Linked DNA regions of Mus musculus: region 2 is linked to region 1. Evidence: chromatin contacts called from public HiChIP or PLAC-seq data. All regions are on one chromosome and are shown on one strand. Each heading gives the region's core, a stretch centred on a gene start, on an enhancer-like site or on the middle of the called end of the contact. The rest is flanking DNA. Distances are from core to core; before and after follow the strand shown. Region 1 has its middle 64 kb from the start of Mrpl15. Region 2 has its middle 9.0 kb from the start of Gm22307.

What was found. HiChIP or PLAC-seq counts read pairs in DNA pulled down with a chosen protein or histone mark.
Region 2: an H3K27ac HiChIP or PLAC-seq map of extraembryonic endoderm stem cells shows a contact between it and region 1. The contact joins two enhancer-like sites. A contact is called at or near these places in 4 of 39 promoter capture datasets (the HPC-7 cell line, embryonic stem cells, hematopoietic stem and progenitor cells and 1 more) and 4 of 115 datasets of contacts at active chromatin or transcription factors (differentiating embryonic stem cells, embryonic stem cells, extraembryonic endoderm stem cells and 1 more).

Annotation. Positions count from the first base shown.
Region 1 is chr1:4,718,684-4,724,627 of GRCm38.p6, reverse strand. No RefSeq gene overlaps it. Among named protein-coding and RNA genes, the nearest start is that of Mrpl15, 64 kb to the left of the region's middle. Within about 2 kb of position 2,212, at least 24 of the 459 cell types and tissues checked have an H3K27ac peak or open chromatin away from gene starts, as enhancers often do. A contact at or near this core is called in extraembryonic endoderm stem cells, where this site is marked.
Region 2 is chr1:4,535,031-4,540,974 of GRCm38.p6, reverse strand. No RefSeq gene overlaps it. Among named protein-coding and RNA genes, the nearest start is that of Gm22307, 9.0 kb to the right of the region's middle. Within about 2 kb of position 2,529, at least 18 of the 459 cell types and tissues checked have an H3K27ac peak or open chromatin away from gene starts, as enhancers often do. A contact at or near this core is called in extraembryonic endoderm stem cells, where this site is marked.

The sequences.
Region 1 (5,944 bases), core at 963-3,462:
GACTGACCTTAAGCAGAAAAGAGCACCTAATCCACACTCTAGTTCAGTTTTAATGAAGTCAAGAGAAGGATAATGACTCCATATTTGTCTAAGTTTCATGTGACATTTGGTCAGAAATAGTGCATATATTTCTTTTCTTTTACAATCAGGAAAGCGTATGACACTTCAATGAACCAAGAGGTTAGTATAGATTAAGATTTGAAACCTAAGGACTTAAAAAAATGCACAACATAGATGTACACATTAAAAATAAGAGAACTTGCCTTGTGAAATTCTTAATACATTTTAGAAAAAGTCACCATCTTGTTATCCAAAATTAAGTTTGGATAGAAAATTGCTCATTGTGACTTCCCCCCCAACAACCTCTCTACTTCCCTTAGCTCTCTTCCGCTTTTTACCCCAGAGCTTAGAGACATTGGGCTCCATGCTGCACCTCAGCTCTCAACCACTAAGGCACAGGACAGCTCAAGGAGGGAAGAGACGTGGGTGCTGTAAGTGCTTAGAGGAGTGGTGTGTAGAAGCAAGGGCGAAGAGACAGAAGGTGAAGAGGTACACCCGTCAGGGCAGATGATGAAAGGCCTGTGGCATGCACACAAACTCAATGCATTTTTCCATAGATGGTTAACACCAACACAGATGACTTTTATAAAGTACTTTTACCTACAATCAGTCTCTGTTTCGCAACAAATCTCAATGAGAAATAGTAGACAGTTACTATTTTACAGATGGAAGAAGAAATGCATAGAATACTTGAACAACAAAACCCAGGGCAGCTGGGGAAATTGGATGCCAGGGTAATTCCCTCCTTTTCAAAGGGTCTAACATAAGGAACTCAAGGCATCCTTCCACACCTGGTACTCTTTCAGGCAGGCACTCTCACTGTGGGACCTTAGAAAAGTATTATCAAGATCCTCCATCCCAGATAGAATGAAAAGGCAAAGAACACAGAGCATTCAGACAGCCCCAAGAAACATCTTCTGCTCTGTTGAAAGAGTCAAGAGGCACTGTCCAAACTCTTGCTTCAGGTCATCACCTGCTTCACTTAGGAAGTGATACATCATGGAGAGATGATTTCCAGGTGAGACTGTTATCCAGGGCCTCCTTAGTAGACATTTACAGTAAGCTTCTTACTATTCTTTTATGCATAGTACAAGAATCTCACATGATACAGAAATCAAGAACTATAGCTAGTAGCTGCATGCTTATAGGTATGTTGTTTTAGGCCAGGAACTAAAAATCCATCCAGTGGTGTTCACCGAGCAGCACACATAATAAACTCTGAATGAGACCAAGACTGGCATGTCTCCTGCTCAAGGATGACTTGCAACTTCGTGAAGCATTGAAAGTAAAATCCATGCAGCGATTACTATCCATTTCAGGGTTAGTTAAACAAAACCAACCTCTTACAAGTAACTGAAGACAGTCTTTAAGTTCCTTTTAAAAATGAAGATTTCAAGCCATCACATATTTGTACAAAATCCTCTGCGCATCTTCTGTGTGTGGTGTGTCCTTGGAGCTCCAAATGTGGCTTTGTAGGGAGGTAGGAGGCTCGGGTAGGCAGTTCCACAGTCTGTTTCTCCTGTGTCATCTTTCTGTAAACAATTGCAGTAGTCTTTATATTTTATCAAAATCAGAGCAAGGACAAAGTTTTCCAATATCTCCAAACTTGGTCAGGGCATCTGTGGTGTGTGCCGGCAGCCCAGACATAGTGTATGTGCAGAGCAGCCCACAGGAGGGTGGCTGAATCTAAGGCTGAAAATGAAGGGAGAGACCTGGAACGCTCACTTGCATCTGCAACAATGGGTCATTGTTAGGCCTGAGCTCTGTCAAACAATGGCCTTGATAGGACAAAACTCCTATGGAGAAGGATAGCTTTGCACCCTGGTACTTCAGGCAGCCCAGCTTGTTCCAGCTGTGTGCGTGCGTGCATGTGTGTGTGTGTGTGTGTGTGTGTGTGTGTGTGTGTGCGCGCGCGTTTGATTATTGGACCTACCTGCCATCTTCCCATGACTTCACGTCTTTGCACTTCTGGTGGTTCTCAGTTGGCCTCATTCCATGAAATGCAGCATTTGTAGCAGTCTTTATCTTTTTACATTCCTCTTTAGTAGGTCATAGTGTTTAAAAATGAAGAAAGCTTTCACACCTTCTACTTACACAAACGAGCATAACCTCTTGTTAATAAGTAATAGATTCATCACCTAAAGCTTCAGTGGTTTGGCAACTTAAAGCACAGCAAAGCTTTTCCTGGCAGTGTTAAAGTGGGGAGTACATTGTGACCTCAAGGCAGGCCGGCTTCAATGTGCTTGCTCCCCAGCTTCTCCAAGCTTGTGAGACTCCAGGCCAAGCAACTGATGGTGTTAGATGAAGAGTCTCAGTCTTTTCATCTCATAGAGGGACATATTGATCTGAGTTTGCCAAAAAATTGAATCTACCAGAAGGAGAGGCTTCTTTTTTTTTTTTTTAATGTTTTTTTTTTTTTTTTTTGCTTGTTTGTTTGTTTGTTTGGTTTTTGGTTTTTCGAGACAGGGTTTCTCTGTATGGTCTTGGCTGTCCTGGAACTCACTTTGTAGACCAGGCTGGCCTCGAACTCAGAAATCCGCCTGTCTCTGCCTCCCAAGTGCTGGGATTAAAGGCGTGCGCCACCACGCCCGGCAAGGAGAGGCTTCTTAAAAGGCTGTAGCAGACGCCTGAGCAGTTATTGATAGCTAGAGTTATACTTTGTTATTGATAGCTAGAGTTATACTTTTTTACAAGACCATTTTTGCAGTTGTTTTTTTAAAGGCGATATGTGCACTATACTGGCAAATACATAATATTTTTAAAGTATAGTGTATATATTTACTGTTTATTGGAACAACATATGTGAATAATGACATGAATTGTAGCTAAAAACAAAGACTCATATTTGATAATAAACTAAAGAAATTCATCTTTTAAAAATCTTTGTTTAACTAGCGTTTTCTTGGAAGGACAACTTATTTTATAACTCTGGATGGTAGTTGATCGAGTGCATTTTGCCCCACTGTTGCAAACCATATTATTTATGGCATATTCTTAGTGATGACCAAACTGGGGTCTCAGCCTGACCTGCAGGGCCCTCGGAATGTACAGTGAAGGCTCCAAGACTAGGATCACTTTTTCTACTTCCTGTGAAGTTACAAGGAATGAGGTGAAAAACACAAGTTAGTCTATTCCTGAAAATGCCTTCCAAGCATGATCTCTAGCTGCCTGAGCATCAGATATTCATCCCTCATGGAAGGGCCAATGATGATATAAATGATAACTGAAATGCCCATGTCGGGCAGTAAAGTTTCCTCAGCTCTGGGCTCTAAAGGTTCATTCTTCCTGTTACAGCAACTATTGAGTCTAAAATGTGCTTAGTACGAGCCCAGGCATCGGAAAGGGTCATCATCATGGTGCAGGTGCTTGCTCTTTCAGTACATTACATGTATTTTTTTCATTCAATTGTCACAATTTAGTTATCTCCCTCTTATGCTGAAAAGACACATTGAGAAGCCAGGTGTATGCTTAGTTACCCATTTTGTAAATAGCAAAGCCAAGATGATAATTTCTCTCTCAGAATGCCGTAGGCACTGAAAAATACCTGCAAATACATTTTACATATTTTTGTCTCCTAAGCAAATAAGATAGGTGTAATTAAGTGTCGCGTCCGCTCACAACCAGCGGCAGGACCACCAGTCCTTCTAATAGCAGTTTATTCAGCAAACTTCAGTCTTCATCTCTCTCGCTTCAACTTTCTCTCTCATCTTTCTCTCTTCAACTTTTCTTTTCTTCCTCTCTGACCCGGGCCTCTCACTCTTATATACTCTCAGCCCTCATCCACTCACAGCAGGCCACGTCACCTCACCAGGCACGCAGCTTCAGCTAATCAGGGCAGCAGGGGCATGTCTCCACCAAAATGGATTCGCCAGTATCCTGCTGCACCTGCGCAGCTCTCACGATGGTTGTGGCTTATTTTCAGGTATATGAGGAAGTCAGGTGCAAGTCATAAGACTTAGCTGCAGTCCCTGGCGCCTTCTTGGGACTGCTGCCACACCCGCTCCTTACAATTAAGAATCATTAAAACATATTTTTTCTGGAAAAAAATCAAAGAGTTTAGTTTTTCTAAATCTGACTTATGGAAGATATAAAAGGGCATTTTCTGGGGGAATGTCTAAGCTTCTCAGGAGTTAAACATTGCTGGTGAGTTATGCTCCCTGTCTGTTCTTCCAGGCACTTCCTGAACCCATGGTGGACCCTGCTCCTTCCCCTCCCTGTTAATAATGAATCCTTCCATTTCTTGCCTTTTATACAAAGTATCTGGAACTTGGGGCTGAAGAGTTGGCTGAGTGGGTAGTGTTTGCTGTGCAGGTATGAGAGCTTGAGTATGAATTCCCAGCACCAACATAAAGGTTGGGTGTGTGTTTTATATATGTGACCTCGGTACTGATGAAACAGAGACTGAAAAACCCTGGGGACTTGTAGACATGCCAAAGTTCATGCTCTGTGAGTGCCCTGTCTACAAAAGGTTGGTCAAGAAATTTCTGCAGATGCACGGCATACCGTTTCTTTCACTTCATCCCCATCAAACTTTCAAGCAGTAACTACGGTCTTTGAACTTTTTACCAGAACGGTGTGGAGATTCTGGTCTGTAACTTGACTATTGAAAGGCATGTTCTGTTGCTGTGAAAAAACACTGACCAAATAAACGTGTGTGTGTGTGTGTGTGAGGGAATTTGGCTCATACTTCCATATCACAGTTTATCATCCAGAGAAGCCGAAAGCCAAAGCAGGAACTCAAGGCAGGAACATGAGGACAAGAACTATAGCAAAGAGCGTGGAGGAGCAGAGCTTACTGGCTTGCTCCCTGGGGCTTGTTTAGCAACTCCAGGACCATTTGACTAGGAAGGGTACCTCTCACTGTGGTCTGGACACTTCCATGTCTCTCTGTCAATGATCAATCAAGAAAATGGCCCACAGACATGCCCACAGGCCTCATCAAGATGGTTCTTCAACTGAAGGTCCTTATTCTCATGTATGTCAAGTTGACACAAAACTAATCAGGACCAACATTCAAATCTTATGTTTAGGGAAATAAGGAAATAGACTTGGGAGAACACAAGATCAGATATAGGGAACTTGTTCAGTTTGAGCTTGTAAGAAAGAAACATGGGATCATTTCCTAGGTAGAAACAATAAGTGTTCATCACTTATCATTGGAAGCTACATATTTGTGCACAAATGCACTTGTGAAGCAAAGGGTGCACATGAAGTGTTTGACTAATAGTGAGTAGATTTTTGACCCTGCTGTTATAAGACCACAAAGACTGTTGGTTAACTTTCTGGGCAACTAACTACTCTGGCCCAAACCATAATCATAATGAAGGGGGCATGGAGAATTATGGGTTGTACTGAAGATGACCTGTGTTTTGCCTAGAAAGAGCCAAAGCTTAGGGTGTGACATTTCTGAGGTTCTGTCATGGATGGACCAGTCTTTCATGATCTAAGCTGCCTACATTTGCTCAACTTTCTATTTACTGTGTCCCCTTAAAAATAAAATGTCACTTCCATTAGATATGTTGTGGTATGGCTCTAGATATTTTTGAGAAGGGCAGGAAAGAAGAATTATGATTTGGTATGGAGGCACACACGTGTATATAGAGGGCCAGATAGTTACTCTTTCATACCAAATAGGTCATGTGTTCTCTCTATCTCTCTGTCTTGTTAGTTAATTAGTTAGTTAGTTTAAGACAGGGTATCTCTATGTAGCCCTGGATGTTCTGGAACTTGCTAAGTAGTCTAGGCTCAAACTCACAGAGATCTGTCTGTCATTGCTTCCCTTTGGCTGGGATTAAAGGTGAGTGTCATCAGGCCTGGATTGGCATTCTTTCTTATGTCTATTCCAATATGCTATTGTGGTTTGAAAGTGGTGATAGCTAATATA
Region 2 (5,944 bases), core at 1,280-3,779, 180 kb after region 1:
TATACATGTGTGTATGTCAAGCTCATATAAATGTTACCATACAGTATAGCATTTTACATCTAGCTTCTTTCAGTTAGCGTGATATTTTTAGAGTCATTTGTTATTTTAAGTATTGACCTCATCTTGTTACTTCCAAGAAATACACACTCCATTTATTTACTTTAAATAACAAACTTTGGATCCATTCTAGTTTGAGTTACTATGAATAAAGCTGCTATGAATGTTTGTGTGCAGATCTGTGTAGATGTATTTTAACTTCTCTTAGACTGAATTTCTGGCCTGAATATTATATGTATGTTTAACTTTTCAAGAATGTGTCTCTGGGACTGGAGAGATGATTCAGTAGATATGAACATTCCCTGCTTTTACAGAGACCTGGGTTTATCTCCTAGCACCCACATGTAAGCTCACAACGGTCTGTAACTCCCATTTCAGGCAATCAACAACCGTTTTGGGTCTCATCAGGCACTATATGCAAGTGATGCATCTACAGATGCAAGACAAAACATACATATAAAATAAAATAAATAGTAAGAAATTGTTTCCAACATGGGTATACCATTTTTCATTTTCATCACAAATGTATCAACATTTGTTTCACACCACATTTTCTCCTAATTTTAGGAAAAGAAAGGTCATGTGAACAACAGTAAGACACCCCATCATAAAACCAAGAAGAAATGCTGTAATACCCCCAACAACTGTAGAAACATTCATTGTTTATATATAAATTCCAGTCTAACTAATACCCCAGCATTTAGACTAAACCTTGCCAGCATGTCTGAGTCTCAGCTTTCTTTATGAAGATAGAACTTTAAATGTTATACCTAAGTATCCTTTCAACTCCACTTAGAAAGTTCAAGAATATGTCTGATGTTGGGCTGAAGATATAGCTAGGTTAGTAGACTATTTGCCTATATTTACAAGGTTCTGGTTCAATCCCCAGGACTCCACAAACTGGCTATTCTGACTCTGCTTATAAATCTCTTGGGAGATTGAAGTAGAAATTCACGGTCATCTTCAGCTACATAGTGAGTTGGATACACAGCCTGGCTACATGAGATCCTGTTCTGCCTGATGGCTATAAGACCAGAGAGTTGTTGAACATGAGAGCATGAAAATTGTTATTTTTCATCTTAGCCCTAATGTTGTAGTCAGAAGGTGTAGCTGAAACTTGCTAATGAGATTGAAAACAATGAACTTACACAAATCCCTTAGCTTCTGTTCCTTGGCAGCTAGTTTCTATTATAAATTATAAATTACACGCACACTGTAATGCATGCTGTGGAGGAGGATGTTCAGGTGTTTTCATCTTTGAGTGTTTTCTTATGAATAGACAGACTAGACCCAAGTGAATTTCTGGGTTTTCACAGCAGGCAAAAGGGGAATGCACAATTGCCTTACATAGGCTGGCAATTTAAGAGTTATTAACTGGACTGTGGAATCTTATTGTTTTTTGTTTTGTTTTGTTTTGTTTTTTTCTGAGACAGGGTCTTTCCATGGAGGCCTGGTTGGTTTGGACTGTGTTTTTAGACCAGGATGTTCTCTAACTCACAGAGATCTGCCTGCCTCTGCCTCCTGAGTGCATACAGCTCCACTACCCAGCTGGACTGTACTTGTTTGTCTCGAGAACGTAAGTTCTCAAGAAAGTAACGATACTTTTCACTTAAAAATGGTGTTTAAGGTGATTAAAATGTATTTGTTATCTGTATGTGTGTAGGTATGTATGGGTGTGATCTGTGTACACAGATGTTCATGCTTTTATGTGCCCTCACAGGTGAGACATGGGGTGTCCTTCTCTATCAACCACGTTCTTCTACTCATTTAAATCAAAGTTTCTTGCTGAACCTGGGCAGAGGCTGGTGGCCAACAAGCCTCAGCAATGCTCTTGTCTTAGCCTTTCCTTGACAGCACTGGGCTTACAAACATCTCTGGACTCTGGAGATCTGTATTGAGGTTCTCATGGATAGATTATTAAGAAGTTTATTACATGCAGATTTTGTGCTATTATTTTTAATTAGGTGTATGTAAAGGTGTATATAGGAGTGTGTGCTTGAATGAGAGGGCCTGGGGAGCTAAGAAATCTAAGATCCCCTAGAACACGAGCTATAGACAGCTGTGAGACAGGAGTTGGGAAACAAACTATTTTCAAAAGCAGTAAGTGTACTTGACTCTTAAGTCACCTCTTCATACTCAGATTTATTACTTTAAGAACAAGTAAGCAGCTATTTTAAAACATATTCTGTTTCAATTTCTAATGTAGTTAATATGAATAGTTGTGACACACATAAGCAACATATTTGGTGGTCTCGTCATTTTTAGGGTGTGTAGGGTCTTTGACTCCCAGGGACGCCACACTGACCTCATCCTTTCCGTAACACACATGCCTCCTACCTGAAGGTTGTCCTGTGATTACCTACAGATTCCAGATCTCAAAGTCCACCTTACATTTACATTCCTTATCTTACTCCGTCACCCTTAAGCCTCTGACATTGTTGTCCACTCCCTTCCTGAAAACCTTTCTCCCTTTGATGTGAAGACAGTAAACCTCTCCGTATCTCTTCCTACTTTCACGACTTTCCAATCTTCTGTTTGCCCCTTGCCCTGTCAAGGCTCCGACCTAGGTTTTCTTTTCCTTTACCTTATACATGTCCCCTGGGCCTTCAAGGTTTTGTCTCTAGCTATATCCAGTGATTTCCAAGTGTGGCTTTGTTTCATGGGCTTTATGCCACCATTTCCCAATGCAGACTGACACCCAGCCAGCAACCTAAAGGGAAAGTGCCCAGCTGAACACATGAACTCTCCCTCCCTAAGTTCACTCTTTGACTTACACGCATGTTTTGCTCAATGTTATTGTTATGTATTTATTAGGAAACACATTTATTAGGAAACACAATAGCTTTTGAAAACAAGCTTGTGAAATTATCTTTGGTGCCTCTTTTTCCTCCTAATTGCTTACCAGAGTTTTTGTTCGAGCCCCCACAATTGTCATTGCCCTTTGAGCATTTATAATACTTTCAGCCCCCCTTGTGACCTGCAGGATAACACCTACACTGCTAACCAGCTGTAGTTCCTTGGGATCCTTTGGTTGTCTTGTTTTAAGCTGTCTCCTACCATTTCTACTTTCACTGTTTCTCAGACACACCTTTGACTCTGCTCTCACCATGTGGCTTTGGAATGTCTGTTTCCCTACTGTCAGAGGATGCACCCTGTGTATCTTTACTGCATCTTGTTTGTTCCAAATCTCTTGTTAAAGGTCAGCTCCTTTCTGAGGCCTCCACCCTCTAAGCACAATGCTATTTGCTTGCTTTCCCGTCCCCAAACTCCAGAATCACTTCATATCAGCCTTTATCATATCTCACTGTACTCTGGGTACTTATTTGCCTGTCTAATTCCTCTCTGGACTCTGATCATTGAACTATCTGCTCAGTGACTATCTTTGGCCACACCCTCTCATAGGCATGCAATTTGATTAGTTGGGTGGGTGGGGGTTCCTTCACTTTCTCTCTGAGTTAGCTCTAGACCTTCATCTCTCTCCATTTCAGACACAAAGGATGATAGCCCAATCACGAAGTGCAAAAATCATCAAAGAAAGATGCTAGTGATGCAGCTGAAATGAAGTTTCCCTCTCACAGACAGCAGAAGATTGTTCCTTAAACTCCTGTCATTTGCTTCCTTTTGTATATTAACAGTGTGAAACAAGATTTAGAGGCGGAGAAAAGAGACTCTGGATGAAGAATTCCTGGGAAAGAAAGGGAAATCAGAAGAGAGAACTGGGAAGAAAGCACCAAAGATGTGGGGGAGATGTGCACAAACAGGACCAAAGAATGGTGGCTTTACTACAAATTAGGAGTTCTGGGGAAGAGGAGATACAGGAACAAGAGGGGACCCAAGCACCATGCAGCTTCCAATTCTTTTCAGAGTTCAAGCTCAAGCTGGCTCTCTGACATTGTCTCCAAAACATGTGTGCCCAGTGCACGTGTCCATTTATGCCTTCCCAGGAAAGGACTTGGAGGTCAAAAGGCCTGGGCCCCACATTAGAAGAGGAAGATATGTTTCAGGGTCAAGGTGCTATCTTAGGAAGATGTCCAACTGATAACCAAGTTGTGATGAAGCTACTCCAATAATGACAGGTTTGGCTGCAAATATTGATGAGATATCTATAGGCCTCTCTATAATACTTGGTTTTCTTCACCTGGGATATTTCTGTGGATTTTAATAACTAACAAATTCTCACTCATGTCAAAGATCAGAAAGAACTCCTTTTCACAGAAAACATAAAAGATGGAAGTCTGCTTGTGCCAGAGTACTGGGTTGTCCTCTGATCACACACAGGTATGTGTGTGCTCATGTGAATACACACACACACACACACACACACACACACAATGTCAAAAGTATTACACTTAAGGATTTCAGCAGAACACAACTTCCAAACATATATTTTTGTGGTAGTTTTTTTTCCAGAAAAGGGAAGCTTATATTGACTAAAGTGCATTGAGAAGTTGAAAAGACTGCTTTGGATAACACTTAAAAGGGAGACATGTATTGTTACTGCACCTCTCCATAACCCACATACCATCATTTTAAAGTAAAAAAGGACACAGAAAATGTGTGCATTTTGCAAAGACATAAACTGTAATAACCCCCAATTCAACATTCTCTCCCATCTGTTTTAAGGATGTTGAAAATCCTGTTTTCATCTAGATCTGCTCAAGTCTCAACTGTTCCTTTCTCTCTAGCTTTCTAGTTGTTCTTAAATATCAATCTATCATTTCAGCATTTGGAACCAAGAAGTTTCTATCACCCACATAAGATTCTGTCAGCTCTGCACCACTCTTCATTGCTTCTGCCATGACAACCAACATCACTTTTCTTAAAGCATGTGTGGTTTGGCCTGAAGTATAGAGAAGGGATGGGGCAGCTGTGACAGACAGCTGGTGTCAGGAAAGTGAGGTCTACATGTACTCCTTTCTGAATGAGGATATCTTTTTGGTCTTGAGGTGTCCTGGGAGCCAGTCCACATACCTTCTCTACATTCAGGTTGAGGGGCTCAATAACTTCATGGCATAAGATTTGAGACATTTAGACAGAATATTAAAGCAGGTGGCAGGGAATAGCACTGCATTTGGCAGAAATGTCTCTGCCTCTATTTTCTGCTGTATTACTCACCAATACTCTCTATAAAATATACATTTATGATTAATGAAAAGAAGAGACACCTGGGCAAGTGTGAGACATTCTCACAAAGACACAATTCCATGTCACACTGAAGAGCAAAGCTCAGACCTCATATGCCTGGCTTCTTCCAGTGGGGACTTAGACAACAGTGTGGCTTAGGGCAGTGTTTGGCTTTTCTGCCTTCTGCAATGGAAATATTATAATGATTAAGGAGATTAAGCATTTGCCTCAAGGCTTGGCACATGGGAAGCATATATGTGTTAACTATTCCAGAAAGATCCTTACACATTTTTTTGGCACCTGATATGTCTGATGAAGTTATTAGCTCTCAAAGAAACATAGTGTCTTTTCATGAGCTCTTTCTAGAGGCTACTGGTTTTTCAGATTTTAGCCAGGTCACAGTTCGCTCAGATACCATCAAATTTCACTTTCAGTTCATAAAGAAACCAAATTCTTGAGATTAAAAAATAATAATACATTTTCTCTCGGGTTGCCAGGAAGCCGGTGGACATTCAGACCAAGTATGCTTCCCAAAAGCAGTTCACCATCTTTCAAAGCAAAAGAAAATGGGTTCTACCAGGAGAAACTGACAAAGGAGAAGCTCCATAGGTACTACAAGGATAGTGGGCTTCATGATGTCCAAGAAGGTCACTGAGGGCTCCTATGTGGGCAAGAAATGCCCCTTCACCGATAATGTCTCTATCCAAGGTCAGATTCTTTCTGGTGTTGTGACCAAGATGAAGATACAGGACTATTGCCATCT